2 separate regions of the Mus musculus genome follow, and region 2 is linked to region 1. The links are chromatin contacts, called in public Hi-C maps. All regions are on one chromosome and are shown on one strand. The core of a region is the stretch at or near the end of the contact, and the rest is flanking DNA. Distances in the headings are between cores, read along the strand shown.

Region 1 (6,894 bases), core at 1,133-3,632:
CTGAGTTCAAGGTCAACACGAACCAGGGCAAGAATGTCTCAAAACAGAAAACAAGGCAGTAAGAGCATATAAAGTCAACCCAGCTGCAACCTTGTGTTCTTGGTCTTTCTGCGTGACAGTGGCAATATTTTCTCTCGTTCTCAACTGCGAGCATCCCCCTTCCCCGCAAAGTTCCAGTTCTCCAGCTCAAGGGAAACTCTCACCCCCAGAGCTTTCCTTCCTCCTTACATCTGGACCTTTTGGTACATGTGACTCGGATCACATGGGAACACATGGGACCGCACAGTCATGGAATACCACTACAGAGAGGGCTGTCGGAATCACCTAGACAGTCCTCTGCTTTTGCAAAGGTGAGATAACTGCCCAGCAGCAGAGGGCAAAGAACTGTAAAACTACCTCTAGTCTACTTCTCTATTGGTTCTTTGTTGTTGTTGTTGTTACCATGCTGGCAGAGGAAAAAGGATGTACCTCTATTTCACTATTCCTTTTCAAGGGGCTCCCCACCCTCAGCCCCCCAGACGAGGTTTCTTTAATGTCCTGGAACTCAGTCCGTAGACTAGATTGGCCTTTAGTAGACTAGATCCACCTTTCTCTGCCTCTCGAGTACTGGGAGCCCCCACACCTAATGTGCTTTTATGCTTTTTAAAAACTTCATGTTTTTGTGTGTGGGTGCATATGCCAACACATGGGAGTAGAGGCCAGAGGAAGGTGTCTTCATCACCAGGTCTTACGGCTTTAAGTCAGGGTCCCTTCTTGAATCTGGAGTTCATGGTTTTTGGTCAGGCTAGCATCAGTGAGCTCCAATAATCCTCCCTCAAGACTCTGGGGCTACAGTCATGCACGAGACCGTGCCAGTTTGTTATGTGAATGCTGGATTCCAAGCTCAGGTCCTCATAATTGTGCAGCAATCGCTCCTAATCACTGAGCCATCCTTCCAGCCCCCAGGTTCACGGTTTATAGGAGAATGGAGAGATGGCTCAGCAGTTAAGAGTACTCACTGTTTTTCCAGAAATCCAGGTTTGTTTTAAATTTAGTTTATTTATGTATGAGTGTTCTGTGTGCGTATATGTGCATGCCAGGCGAGGGCCTCAGATTCCACTACAGATGGTTGTGAGCCACCATGTGGTTGCTGGGAACTGGGCTCAGAACCTCTAAAAGAAGAGACAGCATTCTTAACTTCTGAGCCATCTCTCCAGTGTGAATAAACTCTCTGGAGTCTATGCCCACCAATGCTCTAGCCAAGCTCCTGTTCAGCTGCCTGCACATCCACAGGGATAAAATCCAGAGGATGTAGTGTACAAAGGGAAGAGTAGGTGAATGAAGTCTTATCAGCAGCAACACCCCAGCACAGCAAGCACAACCAGCAAGCACAAGCAAGCCTCAGACTGCTGAAGACAAGCTACAGAAGACAGGAGACAAGTCCAGCCAGGCTGACCCATCCATTGGTTCTTTAAAGTCTAGAAAGATGTCCTTTCTAAGACTGTCTGTTGGTCATTGACTGACACTTAGAACAGGTTGTAACTGACTGTAAAGAAAGCTAACAGTGATTTGTGCGATCACAGCCAACTCTGGGGCTATAAATTAGTAATCCAAGGCTCAAAATGCTAAGTGGACAACCGGTGACAGGCTTTTTGTGACTGAGCAGAACACAGGAGAATACATCTGGTCAACCAAACACAAATATCAGACAGACTTTCTCCTTACAATTTCTTGAAACCTTTTAAAACTTACTTTACACACATTTTGTTTACATGATTCACCATGTCCATGCTTGATATGCCTGCTGAGGTCAGCAGTGGGTGTCATATCCTCTGGCACTGGAGTTGTGGATGGTTGTAAGCCACTGTGTGGGTGCTATGACTCACACACGGATCCTCTCCAAGATAACTGCTTAGCCATGTTTCCAGCCCCTCCATTACAGTTTCTTCTACTAAGAAAAATCACCAACTTTTATGGACTTCTCTGAACACCAACACTGACAATACTGTTGCCAGGTTACTAGCACACACCTCACCATCCTGCACTCAGAATGCAGGGGCAGAAAGAAGTATTGCTGGTAAATTGGAAGTCAGCCTGAGCTACAGAGCAAGACTCAGTCCAATCAAAGTAGGGGAAAAGCAAAAGCAAAAACAAACAAAAAACCAAGTAACAAACCCTGCTATGTGGACTTATCTGTGAAGCTAAAATAACAGCCTGTAAAATCCTGTTATTAAAAACTCAGCTGACATCTGACTAGTCAGGGCCTCCAGGGACCCTGCACCCTTCCATAGAGGCATGCATGCTTTCACCACCAGAAGGTTTGAATAGCATGCTTCAGGAGAGCCTCCCAGCCCTCAGCCCCTGCCACAGCCTATCTAGGGCCTGGCCTCTAGGGTAACCTGACCACAGCCTGAAACTAGTGTGTACTCAAAAAAGCCCGAATTGGACAACACAGGCCACATACCCACTAAGAGCAACACAAAGCTGACTGTTCACCCCCAGCTTCCCAAGACTGGGGACCTGGGCAATACCCTTGTCGTCCTTGAGAAAGGCACTTCTTGGGCACTGGCTCTAACATTCAAGTGCCTAGAGGTCACAAACATTCACTTGCATCTTTATGTCGTGTAATTCCTATGCCTCTGTGTGACGGTTAATGAAAGAAAGAAGACACGAGACACACATGGGCTGTGTCTACGGCTCGAGCTGCCTACCTCCACGCCTGAGCGGGTTCTGGTCACGATCTCAGGTCAGGCCTGGGAAATCAGAACAACACAAAAAGGCCTAAACTTTTAAGTGATCTCAGAACTCTATCTAAACACACTCAGTCAAATTCTTTTTTTTCCTTAAGGACACAAGCTATGGGTCTGCTTTTAAAGTGTGTTGCTGTTTTCTGTTTGTTTGTTTGTTTGTTTGTTTGTTTGTTTTTAAATCTATGGCTTTGAGTTAGGTTATAGTAGCATCCCCTGCTCAAAACCTTTAAATCTAGAGTGCAGTAGGCAGACAGGTGGTGCAGTAGGCAGACAGGTGGTGCAGTAGGCAGACAGGTGGATCTCTGAGTTTGAAGCCAGCCTGGTCTACAGAGCAAGTTCCAGGACAGCCAAGTCTACTTAAGAGAAACCCTGTCTCAAAAGCAAAACAAGGGCTGGTGAGATGGCTCAGTGGGTAAGAGCACCCGACTGCTCTCCCGAAGGTCAGGAGTTCAAATCCCAGCAACCACATGGTGGCTCACAACCATCTGTAACAAGATCTGACGCCCTCTTCTGGAGTGTCTGAAGACAGCTACAGTGTACTTACATATAATAAATAAATAAATAAATAAATAAATAAAAAAAAGAAAAAAACAATGTGTCTTTACCTGAAAAAAAAAAAAAAAAAAAAAAAAAAAAAGCAAAACAAAACATCTCTGGCTTTGGGAGGAAAAGACTAAAAGTAGGAAAACTAGTATGGAGTCTTCCAACATGGATGGCCACACACAGTATGGGAATATGAGCATTACTGTTCGTGAAAGTGTTATCACACTGCCCAGGAATGACACACACAGTGAACACCTACTGAACACACTCTTTCCACTGGTCAGGGACAGCAGCCACATTCCTTTCCACCTGCAATGCTGTCTTTTCTAAGGACTAAATTTCTATTTGTAACAGGAAAAAGATGACTAGGTTTCAGGCCCTACCTGGAACTGGGCACCATCGATTGATAGAAACCTTCTGCCTTGCTTTCTGCACCGGAAAGAGGGTGGGACTGGACCGGAAGATGTCTAAACCTCTAAGTGTTTCAGATTTTATCATGTCCAAACTACAATTGAAAATTCATTTTAATGTAAAAATACACACTAATTTTAGATTACAGAATGCTCTAAAGGAACTTCATAAGAAATATAATGTGAATAACATATGTAACTGATATTGTTTGCAGCTCAGACACAATAACAAAAACAACACAGTGAATTTAATTTGAACAACGTATTTAATCCAATTTGGTCCAATAGCATTTTAACATGTTAACAGTATTGTTGTGATATTAAAGGTGACAGAGCACAATAATCTTACCCACAAGACAGCGCACAATGCTGCCCTACAAAGGCAGGACCAGGAGCCCCGAGCCTCCTCCTGAGCTAGAGGACTACCTAAGGCTTATTAACCAGAAAAGTCGTTTCTGCTGTTTATAAATGTCATGCTCATTAACACTAAAGCTCCAGCCTCTTGGTTTCTGTCACTCATCACATTTCCAGACTGCAAGGTGACTAGTGGCTGCGGTGGTGGACAGCGCAGCCCTGCAGCGGTCCCCACTATGGCCCATGCCCTCCTCGGGTGTCCTCTAAGCAAATGTGTGGCTAACAACTTCCCGAGGCTACAACTGTGGACATTAGCCCTTCCAAACTACTCTAGGTATCATTAGCAATTACTCCAAAGAGCTGGTGTGAATCTGAATCACAAAGAGGGCTCTTAATGACTAAACTCAATAGTTTTTCATATTATTCCATAATAGCATAATTTACAAATGAGATGATTACCATGGCTACTAAACACGTCATGTAAAAGGGCTCTGTGTTCCCAATAAAGACATAAATTAACCCTGAGCTTAGAAATTATATTTCAACTACTTTCATATGTATATATCTGAAAGTGCATCATGGTACTCACTATTGTTGCTGACTACTACAATGCAATTTGGGCCTATAAAAAGGATTACTAGGGACTGGAGAGATGGCTAAACCAGTGGTTAAGAGCACTCACTGCTCTTACACAGAAGCTGGATCTGTTCATGGAACCTATATGGCAACTCACAACTGTCTGTAATCTGATGCTCTCTTCTGGACTCTGAAGGCATCGAGTACATGTATGGTACACAGAAATACATACAGGCAAAACACCCATATACATAAAAAGCAGATTAAAAATCTACTATAGAGTTGTGTGAGACACTGGTCACACTGGGTTTTGAGAACGGAAGGTTACAACGTGGGGATGGTCTAAGTCCAGATAAAGTAGACACTGCACTGCAACAAGAGCAGCCACCTCTGATCACACACTTTCTGCGTGCTCAGAAACCTCCTTCCAAAACTTGTACCGCCTCGTCTGGACGCACAGCAATCCACCAAGTGGGCAACCATCACTCTGGAGTAAGGAAATGGAAGCACAAGGAACTTTAGTACTTTTGCCAGCAAACACCCAACCCATCGTGACAGTGAGAGCCACAGCAGGCACAGTGACACTGTAGGACACAGGCATCTACTTCTCAGCCCCCTTCTTTGGGGACGCTGTTTGAACAACGGACAGACAGCACACTACAGCTTAGAAGCCTTGGGCAACTCTGTTGTAAACTGTGTAGGTGACGATGCCCACTCGCCCACCCTACCCTCACAGTGGATTCCAATTCAACAGAAAGCCAAGACAACACCGGTCCTCCCTCAAAATGATCTTTCATATGAAGAAAGTGTGTAAGTGCCTCTTTAAAGTATAAAGGAGCAGGCTGGGGTGTGGCAGCAACACTATTAATAAATCTATCTCCTGGAGCAAATGTCAGTGACTATGAAAGCAGTGCCTTTTTCTGGGTTTAGCCACTGCATGAAAAATAGAAGGTGAGGCCATAACTTGTTTGTCACCAGCACCTGCATGGCAACAAACAGTGGCAAACGCAAAAGCCTCTCAGCTGTGCCATTGCGCTTCCAGGGTCCCCAGAGGTTTTCCTTCTCTTCACTGCTCAGCTAACTTTAAAAGCCAAAGTTATTTTGGAAGAGGGAGTATAAAACAATACTTTAAAACCTTGAGGGGGGTGGGGGTGAGGAGAGGACAGGAGATGGGCTGGTTTGGTTTGCATTTGGATTTAGCCTTCCTCCAAAGGCAGACACTCGCCAAACTTCTCTATCCAGTTGTACTGACAGGACCCTAGGTTCCTAGGCCGGAATCCCTGAGTAAGAAATTCTTGTGCAAGTGAAGAGACAGGTCTGGAAGTCGTTCTATTCAATGGCTTATCAACCCACTTAATGACAAAGGGTCCAGCAACGGGTTGGAGGGCTCCCAGGGGAACCTAGGCAGTGTACGTGGCCTTTGTTGGGTTGAGATTCACAAAAGGCCTAGCCAGGAGACTTCAGTTTCCAGGCAGGCGGCATATAATAAGGGCAGGAGTGTGAGAGAAAGGCCCCACAAAAACAGGACTTATGGCAAAGAACACAACAGAGCAGGAAGTCTGAGCTCTGATGAGGCTACAAATGGACAAGGAATTTTGTTTTCAAGTGGCCAATGGAAACCTCACATTGCTACACATCCAAATCCCCCCAGCATGACAACTGGGGGTGCCACTTGTTGAATATCTGTGTGCTATTTTACATCACAGGCCAAATCTACAATAAAACCCAGGAAAACCCACTGTAACAGTCTGTCTATAAGGCCTCTCGCTAGGCCTCAGTTCTTCACTGAAAGGAAGCTCCTTCCATCACGGGTGCAATAGAATTGTGCCCAAGGAAAGTATTTTGTTAAAGCACATAGCACCATGCCCTGTGCTGGGGAGAGCACAAGACACTACAGCTGAGGCTAGGATAGTGTCTGTTTCTCATTTTCCCTTTGGTGAATAATAATAATTAGTATGACTGGAAGCCAAGGAAGGGATTGCTACAGACCACATACACATTGACCTCAGAAGGGCCAAAAGAGGCACTCCCTCCATGCCATTTCAGAGAAGAAATGAAAGCATTCTGAAAGCAAAGGACCAAGTCTGACTGGGTTCCCCTGACTTTTGTCAATGGAACTGAGCATTCTGGCAGATGAGTTCCTAACAGAACATGCAAACACAGGCCCTGTGAGGCCAAGCACAGCTGATTTTGTGTGTAGACAATGCTATAATGGCCAGTCACACAAGCTACTAAGGGTAGGTAAGAGACTCCCTTTTCGAGTTTCCTGAGCAACTATTAAA
Region 2 (6,894 bases), core at 1,593-4,092, 370 kb after region 1:
GCTCTTCCCACAGTTGGTAGAAGCATCTAGAGATAAACACATGTGAATTAGGCTCTGAGCAATGCAGCCAGGGCTCGGGAGTGGGTGCGTGGATGCCCTGCACAAATAGTCAAGGGAACAGGAGAGCACGGTGGGCCACAGGAGGCCTGGAGGCAAACTACGGAGGAAGGCTACAAAGGTAGATAGAGATCTTTTATGAGGAAAAATTGAAGAGAAGTTCTGGAAGGAGGCAGTGAGAAAACACAGCCCATGGGTAAGCTGGGCCAACAACGGAGGGCGTGAGACAAGTACAACAGCTTTGGAAATGGGTCACCGGGGGCAGCTCTGCTTGTGAGATGGGATCTAAAGCCCTGTGCAAAGGAAGGTGTTAGCGGGAGCAAAAGGAACAGCATAGACATTTTCTCAAAAAACTTGGAAAGAAAGAAGGGAAGACAGCGGTCACTAAAAAGGACACTTGCATGTGTGCGTGCATGTAGGCGGTGTATATTTCAAGGCGGGGCAGAGCTGTTCATGTTAATTAGATGCAGAGAACCCACAGACAGGGAGGCATAGATCCAGGAAAGAGGAGGGAGATTGATGGTGAAAGTCCCCCAGAGGAGAGGCAGGAGAGGTCCCGAGCTGGAGGGATTAGCTCCAGAGACAGGAAAGACCGGCATTTTCACTGAGATAGGAGGGAAAGAGGGAAGAACTGGGAGGGATAGAGAAGTGTGGGTGGCAGGGGAGGAAATGGAGAGAGTTCTCGATTGATGGCCTCAATTTTCTCAGTCAAGTAGGAGGCAAGGTGATCTGTAGAGCAGTGTGAGGAGGCAGTGAAGCTTGGGCGGAGAGAACACCAGGGGTATGTAACAGCTGAGGGCAGGCTGAGCGGGTGGAGTCCGGAGTGCGCAGCTGGGTTGAGGAGATGTATATCCGTTGTGTCTCAAGCTTGCATAACTGTGATATTTTTCTCCCAGGGCTTTGACAAGTCCGGGCAGGGCAGCAAGAAATTGAATTGTCAGACTGAACTAAGGCTGGGTTTTTGCAGGCTGGATGTCATGGAGGTTTAAGAGGGTTGAGGAATTGTCAGGTAGTGAGTATTGAGTGAGGAGGGAAGCTTGAAGCGCTGGGCTGTAGGATGAAGGATGGAGAGAAGGACTCTCAGTCAAGACAGTTTGCCAGACCAGATCAAACACAAGGGCCCAAGACATCAAGGTCTGACTCAGGAGGTGTTTAGGGCATAAAAGGAAGGACTAGCTGAAAGCAGCCAGTTGACTCACAGTGGGTTCTTGGGATTTCACTAGAAGAGATCTACCTTCTTTGAGAACTTTGAAATCTGTCATCTGAAAGCTAATCCCACCTCTCTATAGAAGCCTATCTTACTGTTGCCTTCCCATATGAAACAAGTCTCCACAGTCCCTGGGCATCTTAGCAGATAGCTAGTTCAAAGGAACATTAAAACGTGACCTGTGACCTCATTGCAAGAGTCCTGGGGTTGAACTGTATTTCTAACACGCCTAAGTCCTGTGGCCCTTGCCACAATGTGAGCCACCGAGTAGTGGCTTTCTTGACCAGACAGATTGGTCTATCTAGGTGACTCACGTGCAGAACAAATAGTCGATTACCCATCCCCGTGTTTATGTGATTCCTTTGTCTGTTTCCATCTTTTCATGGGACGAGGAATGGGAAGAGCAAAGCAATCTTTGCTTCATTAATCTTCCTGAGACTTTTTTTTTTTTAATTCTAATCATCTCAAAACCAGATTTGAGAGTAGCAGGTCCAAGTGGCTTGTCACGGGATGGAGGCAAATAGGCTGAGAGGGAAAGAATAGGCCTTTGAAAACCTCAACTGTGCTCTCTGACTGAGGTCAGCAGAGACAGACCAAATCAACAAGCATGACACGGAGGGCAAATTTGCAATTAAAAGAAGAATGGGGAATTATAAAGATGGATGGGCCCCCATGACATGCATGCCCAAGCCTGCGTGGCCTTGGCCTCTGATGCCAGAAATTAATGCTTTAACTCCTTAGCACTTGTCACCTTTGGCTCCGAACAGAAAGGCAAATGCATTAAAATCACAAGAATTAGAACACTTACTTAGCTTGGAAGGCATTGTTGGTTCCCCTGTGGTCGAGGTCATGACACAGGCATCCCACAATCACCGCTAAAATTTCCACCTCGGTCAGAATCTCTTGGAACCCAGCAGTCTGGGAAGAAGGGGACAAGGGCTAGTCAGTGCCAGGGGCAGGAAGGCAGCAGCAGTCGGCTGGTTTCATGCCCACATCATTTAAGGAAATGATTAGCTGTCACCCTCTTAGATGACAGTGTGTTGAGTGGTCAGTTGCTCAGCCTAAGGTCCCCACAGTGAGGGATTCGCTTGCTGTTGCATCAGGACCAAGTTCAGTCTGTTTTATTCCCCCTTTTTAAGAGGATTGTCGGTCTCCACATGGACAGTCTGGGAAAGGCCCTGAGTGAAGTGTGTTTTGACATTGCACACGGTACGATAAGCATTGTATTTAGAAGTAGGAAGGTGTGAAGGGACGTTCAGAACTGAAAAGCTCCAGCCCCCAGCTGTTACTTTGAGGGTCAGCAAACAGAACAAAACCTTGCTTTGTAATACGTGGGGTAATAAAGAAAGAAGTACTCACACTGCTGTGTGATGGTGTTCTAGAATTATCTTATAAATCTCTTAGTACATATTGGGCTGATGAACAGATTGGAATGCATACAGGTAAGTCCTAGAAACTGAGGGTTGGACAACCCAGGCCTGAGCGTCAAGGGGCGTGCACACTATTTGGAAGTCTTTGTTTCTGATCCCGGTAGCTGTGTGGACTATGTGGCTGGGGTGCAATTCCTCCTGGAAGCAGTTTTATGTCGTTACGGGCAGGAAAACAGAACCAGCCCTCCAGCTCCAGCTGGCCCTTTCATTAGTTTGGAAGAGGAAACACGCCTTTGGGAGAAAGATCTGCTCGCCTTCTCCATCTGAAGCGTTTGCTGCCCCCCCCCCTTACACTGTAAGTCTCCTGGTCCATTACTTATTAAATTCTCTATCAGAGGGTAGGAGGGGGGAGTGCGGTTGAAATGACTTTCCATGTAAGCTCTCAGATCACGGGCTAATACCTGTAAGACTTTTAGGGCAATGAAAACTTTTTTTTTTTAAAATTAGTTGTGGTTTTAATACGGAAATAACTGAGCGATGGATTCCTGCATTGGCAATTTTATTTCTCAAAACTGACTTGGTTCCCTGGCTAAGTTTGGAAACACACATGACATCACTTATACAACCAATGAAAATGTTCATAAAGTTGTCCGAGGCTATGAAGTAGTCCTTGCCAAAGCTTGTGAACAGCCTTGGTTTTAAAACTTGTTGGATGTTATTTGTTGTTATGTTATTACTCGTAATAGTTTTCTAAAGCCATACTAAGAAGCATAAAGCTGAAAGTCTGCAGTCTCCCTCACTGTTCATTATTCCTGATTTGTAAAGGAAACCAGAGTCTCTTAAGTATCTGGTGACATCACCCCATATTGCTACACAATATACATGCGTCTTAGCACTTGATTCTTTACCAAATATTTACACACTCATTTCTATGCTGCTAGCAATTCTCCTAAGACTTTTCAACTGCTTAACTTACTTGGTGAATGAGGTAATAGCTACTATTATCCTTGGTTATGACAAAGAACTGAGTCACGGGGAGGCTCTGTCCTGTGCCTAAGGCTCACAAGGAGCATCTTCCTAGCATCCCTCCCAGCATGCCTTGAAGCACTGATGGTGTGGTGGTGGATGGGAGGTGATGGGTGGTCCCTGCACCTCCCTTCTATTCCCAATGTAATCCATGCCCAGAGCTTTCGTCATGGTCACCCTGTAAGTACTGCCCACTGCCCAGCCGACCGATACACTGTAACCGTTTTCTTAAATTTCTGGAGTCCATATTTCTTTCAAACAGCTATGCCTTTCCATGTCCTACACGACTTTGTAAAATATCTATTAAATAATTTTGAAGAGACTCCAAAGCTTCACACTTATGTGATCCTTCGTGTCTTGAGGGTGGTCAGGTCTGGTTTGCCCCCTCCCTGAGGGATGATCTCTTATCTCTTGTCTTCTGTGGCTTTCCTCAATGTCTGCCTCATTTTGCAGGTTTCATAAGCAAGCGTTGTCTGTTTCTTAGGGAGGCAGGTGTTCTCAGGTTTTACATGGTTGGGGTCGGGGGCAGGGGCCTTATTCTATCTTCACACTCAACTGTTAGTCTGCCTAACAATTCTAGGGGAAGATAAGTTCTCTCAGGGTTCTAAGAGACTAACTTCTTTACTGGCTGGCTTACAACATTGCTTTTGGGAAGAACACGCCAGCCTCATTCCTGATATTTTTAGTGTCAGATTGCTTGTTTCTGAATGTCCTCTATCTTCCCCGTGTTAGCAATTCCTTGCCGACGTGCTTGGTTCAGAGAGCACCTCGTCATTCCTTTTACGTTGTACATCTAACCTGCAGGCTCTGCTTCTCCAGCACATAGCTCCTCGGGTCTTTCTGTTGTTGTTTTTCTTCAGTACACTTTAAATTACCCTTTTTCTTATTTATTTATTTATTTATTTATTTTACTCTTTGTGCTAGGCATATGGTTCTTAAATCTGAGAAAAACTTTTCATTTCTTTTTTTAAAAGTTACCTCCTCCTCTTCCTCCTCCTCCTCCTCCTCCTCCTCCTCCTCCTCCTCCTCCTCCTCCTCCTCCTCCTTCTTCTTCTTCTTCTTCTTCTTCTTCTTCTTCTGCTTTTTGGTTTTTCGAGACAGGGTTTCTCTGTGTAGCTCTGGCTGTCCTGGAACTCACTTTGTAGACCAGGCTGGCCTCGAACTCGGAAATCCGCCTGCCTCTGTCTCCCAAGTGCTGGGATTAAAGGTGTGCGCCACCACCGCCTGGCTAAAATTACCTTCTTTAATAGATTTTAAATTTCTTTTTATTTATTTTTTATTAGACATTTTCTTTATTTACACTTCAAATGTTATCCCCTTTCCTTGTTTCCGCCCTGAAAACCTCTATCCCATCTCCCTTCCCTCTGCTCACCAACCCACCCATTCCCACTTCCCTGTCCTGGCCTTGGCATTCCCCCACACTGGGGCATGCAGTCTTCACAGGACCAAGGGCCTCTCCTCCCATCAATGTCCCACAGGGCCATCCTCTGCTACATATGCAGCTGGAGCCATGAGTCCCTCCATGTGTACTTTTTGATTGGTGGTTTAGTCCATGGGAGCTCTGGGGTACTGGTTGGTTGATATTGTTGTTCCTCCTATGGGACTGCAAATCCCTTCAGTTCCTTTCGTCCTTTCTCTAGCTTCTCCATTGGGAACCCTGTGCTCAGTCCAATGGTTGGTCACTTTAAGGAGTGGGTTCTCTTATTCCACCATGTGGATACAATAACTTGAATTCAAGTGGCCAGTCTTGGGCAGCCTTTCCTTGCTGAGCTGTCTCACCAGCGCTTCAAATTTTTTTTTCCCTGTTGTATATGAGCAGAATTATTGAATACTGATTTCATTATTTTAAGATCTTTTCTCTTTAATCTCCTGTACAGACTATTCTTTCTTCCTGTGAGTTTTACATTTGTGAGTATTTTCCTGCTTCCTTTCCAATACTGTACTGTTCTTCTCCCCCTGATGTATTATCTCTTTTCCTACCTTTCTGAAGAAATTGATAATGTTCCTCGTAATTTCTTTTGCTCCTTTGAATTGTCCATGTCCTCTGAGCCTGTTCTTTGCTTTGTGTCCTCTCAGAAGTCTTTCCTACATCCATACTTAGAAATGAAGTGATCTCAAGTTCACCCTACTCCAGGGTGGGTGCGAGGTGCCTGCAGGTTGCCAGGCCTTGCCGTAGGGTGACCAAATGTCTGGCTGGCCTTTTCGTGGAGATTCCCAAACACTAGACCTAAGCTCCTGTCTCTGGACTCTCCAATCTGTTGCCCAGAGCGGTGTAAACACTGAGACAAAGTCAGGAGCTGTGGCCTGGCACTCTGGAGGCCACTGGCATTCACGCACCTCCACTCTCCCCATGTATCCTGCCCTTTGGCTGCTGTCCTCAAAGATAGTGCTTCATTTCATTCAGGAAACACCGTTTCCCGTATGAGGTACAAATCTTCTTCAGTGTAGAGGGGGAGATAGAGACTTGGGGACTCACCGTTTCAGTCTTTAACCCACTCTACCCTATCTTGTGGCCTCTGAAGTCCTTTGTTGCCGAACCTTGGCAGGTCTGAGAAAATTGGTCTCAGGTGTGTGGCTTCTCTTCCCTCCACCTTGGCCCTGAAGGTAGAGGCTGGCCTTGTTCTGTGCTGCTGTTTTATAAACTATCATATTTTCTCTGTCTCTGTCTCTGTCTCTGTCTCCCCCCCCCCCCCCCCCCCGTTGCTGGGGGATTTTACACAGTAACCTTTTATTTTCCCCTTGAAATTCATCACATGTCTCTAAAATGCTTCATCATCATGAAGACTTTTGAGAGCTCAATGAGATATACAAACACTTTTTCTATAAAATCTAATAATCTCATATCACTCCGAGGCTACTGAGCTCATCCAGGGACCTCGGAATAAAGATTCCTTGAAGTTGGGCAGACACACGGTCTCGCAAAATGTGTTTACCTCTCCCGGCTGTGATACCTGAGTTACTGAAGCAGGGCCTCGCTCTTGACTGTGATTTAAAGCTGCCTGGTAAATGGTTTCTGAGAATCATCAGGCCTGAAAAGTGTCCACCTGCCACAAAGTTTCTATTTGCTCCTCCCCCCTCATCCATCTTCCTTCAGTCTCATCCATTCAGACCGCCATCTACCCAGAGTGAGCAGAGAGGCAGCTGCCTGACGAAGAAGATACTATACTTTCAAAAAGAAAACAGAGAGGCGAGGGAGGGATGTCTCCATGTATTTATTTCCTGACTCTAGCTTAT

What was found. A called contact is a pair of places that touch in the nucleus more often than the background predicts.
Region 2: a Hi-C map of the C2C12 cell line shows a contact between it and region 1, with 2.2 times the contacts expected there. The contact joins two enhancer-like sites. A contact is called at or near these places in 5 of 39 promoter capture datasets (the HPC-7 cell line, cranial neural crest, maxillary cranial neural crest and 2 more), 4 of 484 Hi-C or Micro-C datasets (the C2C12 cell line and embryonic stem cells), 6 of 115 datasets of contacts at active chromatin or transcription factors (astrocytes, embryonic limb bud, embryonic stem cells and 1 more) and 1 of 9 other capture datasets (embryonic stem cells).

Annotation. Positions count from the first base shown.
Region 1 is chr2:75,687,274-75,694,167 of GRCm38.p6, forward strand. All of the region lies in intron 1 of Nfe2l2 (nuclear factor, erythroid derived 2, like 2), which reads right to left. Among named protein-coding and RNA genes, the nearest start is that of Nfe2l2, 14 kb to the right of the region's middle. Within about 2 kb of position 2,383, at least 83 of the 459 cell types and tissues checked have an H3K27ac peak or open chromatin away from gene starts, as enhancers often do. A contact at or near this core is called in the C2C12 cell line, where this site is marked.
Region 2 is chr2:76,056,904-76,063,797 of GRCm38.p6, forward strand. Pde11a (phosphodiesterase 11A) reads right to left here. Exons shown (of 20, transcript NM_001081033.3): 13 at 2,073-2,182. Among named protein-coding and RNA genes, the nearest start is that of Gm52518, 24 kb to the left of the region's middle. Within about 2 kb of position 2,843, at least 14 of the 459 cell types and tissues checked have an H3K27ac peak or open chromatin away from gene starts, as enhancers often do. A contact at or near this core is called in the C2C12 cell line, where this site is marked.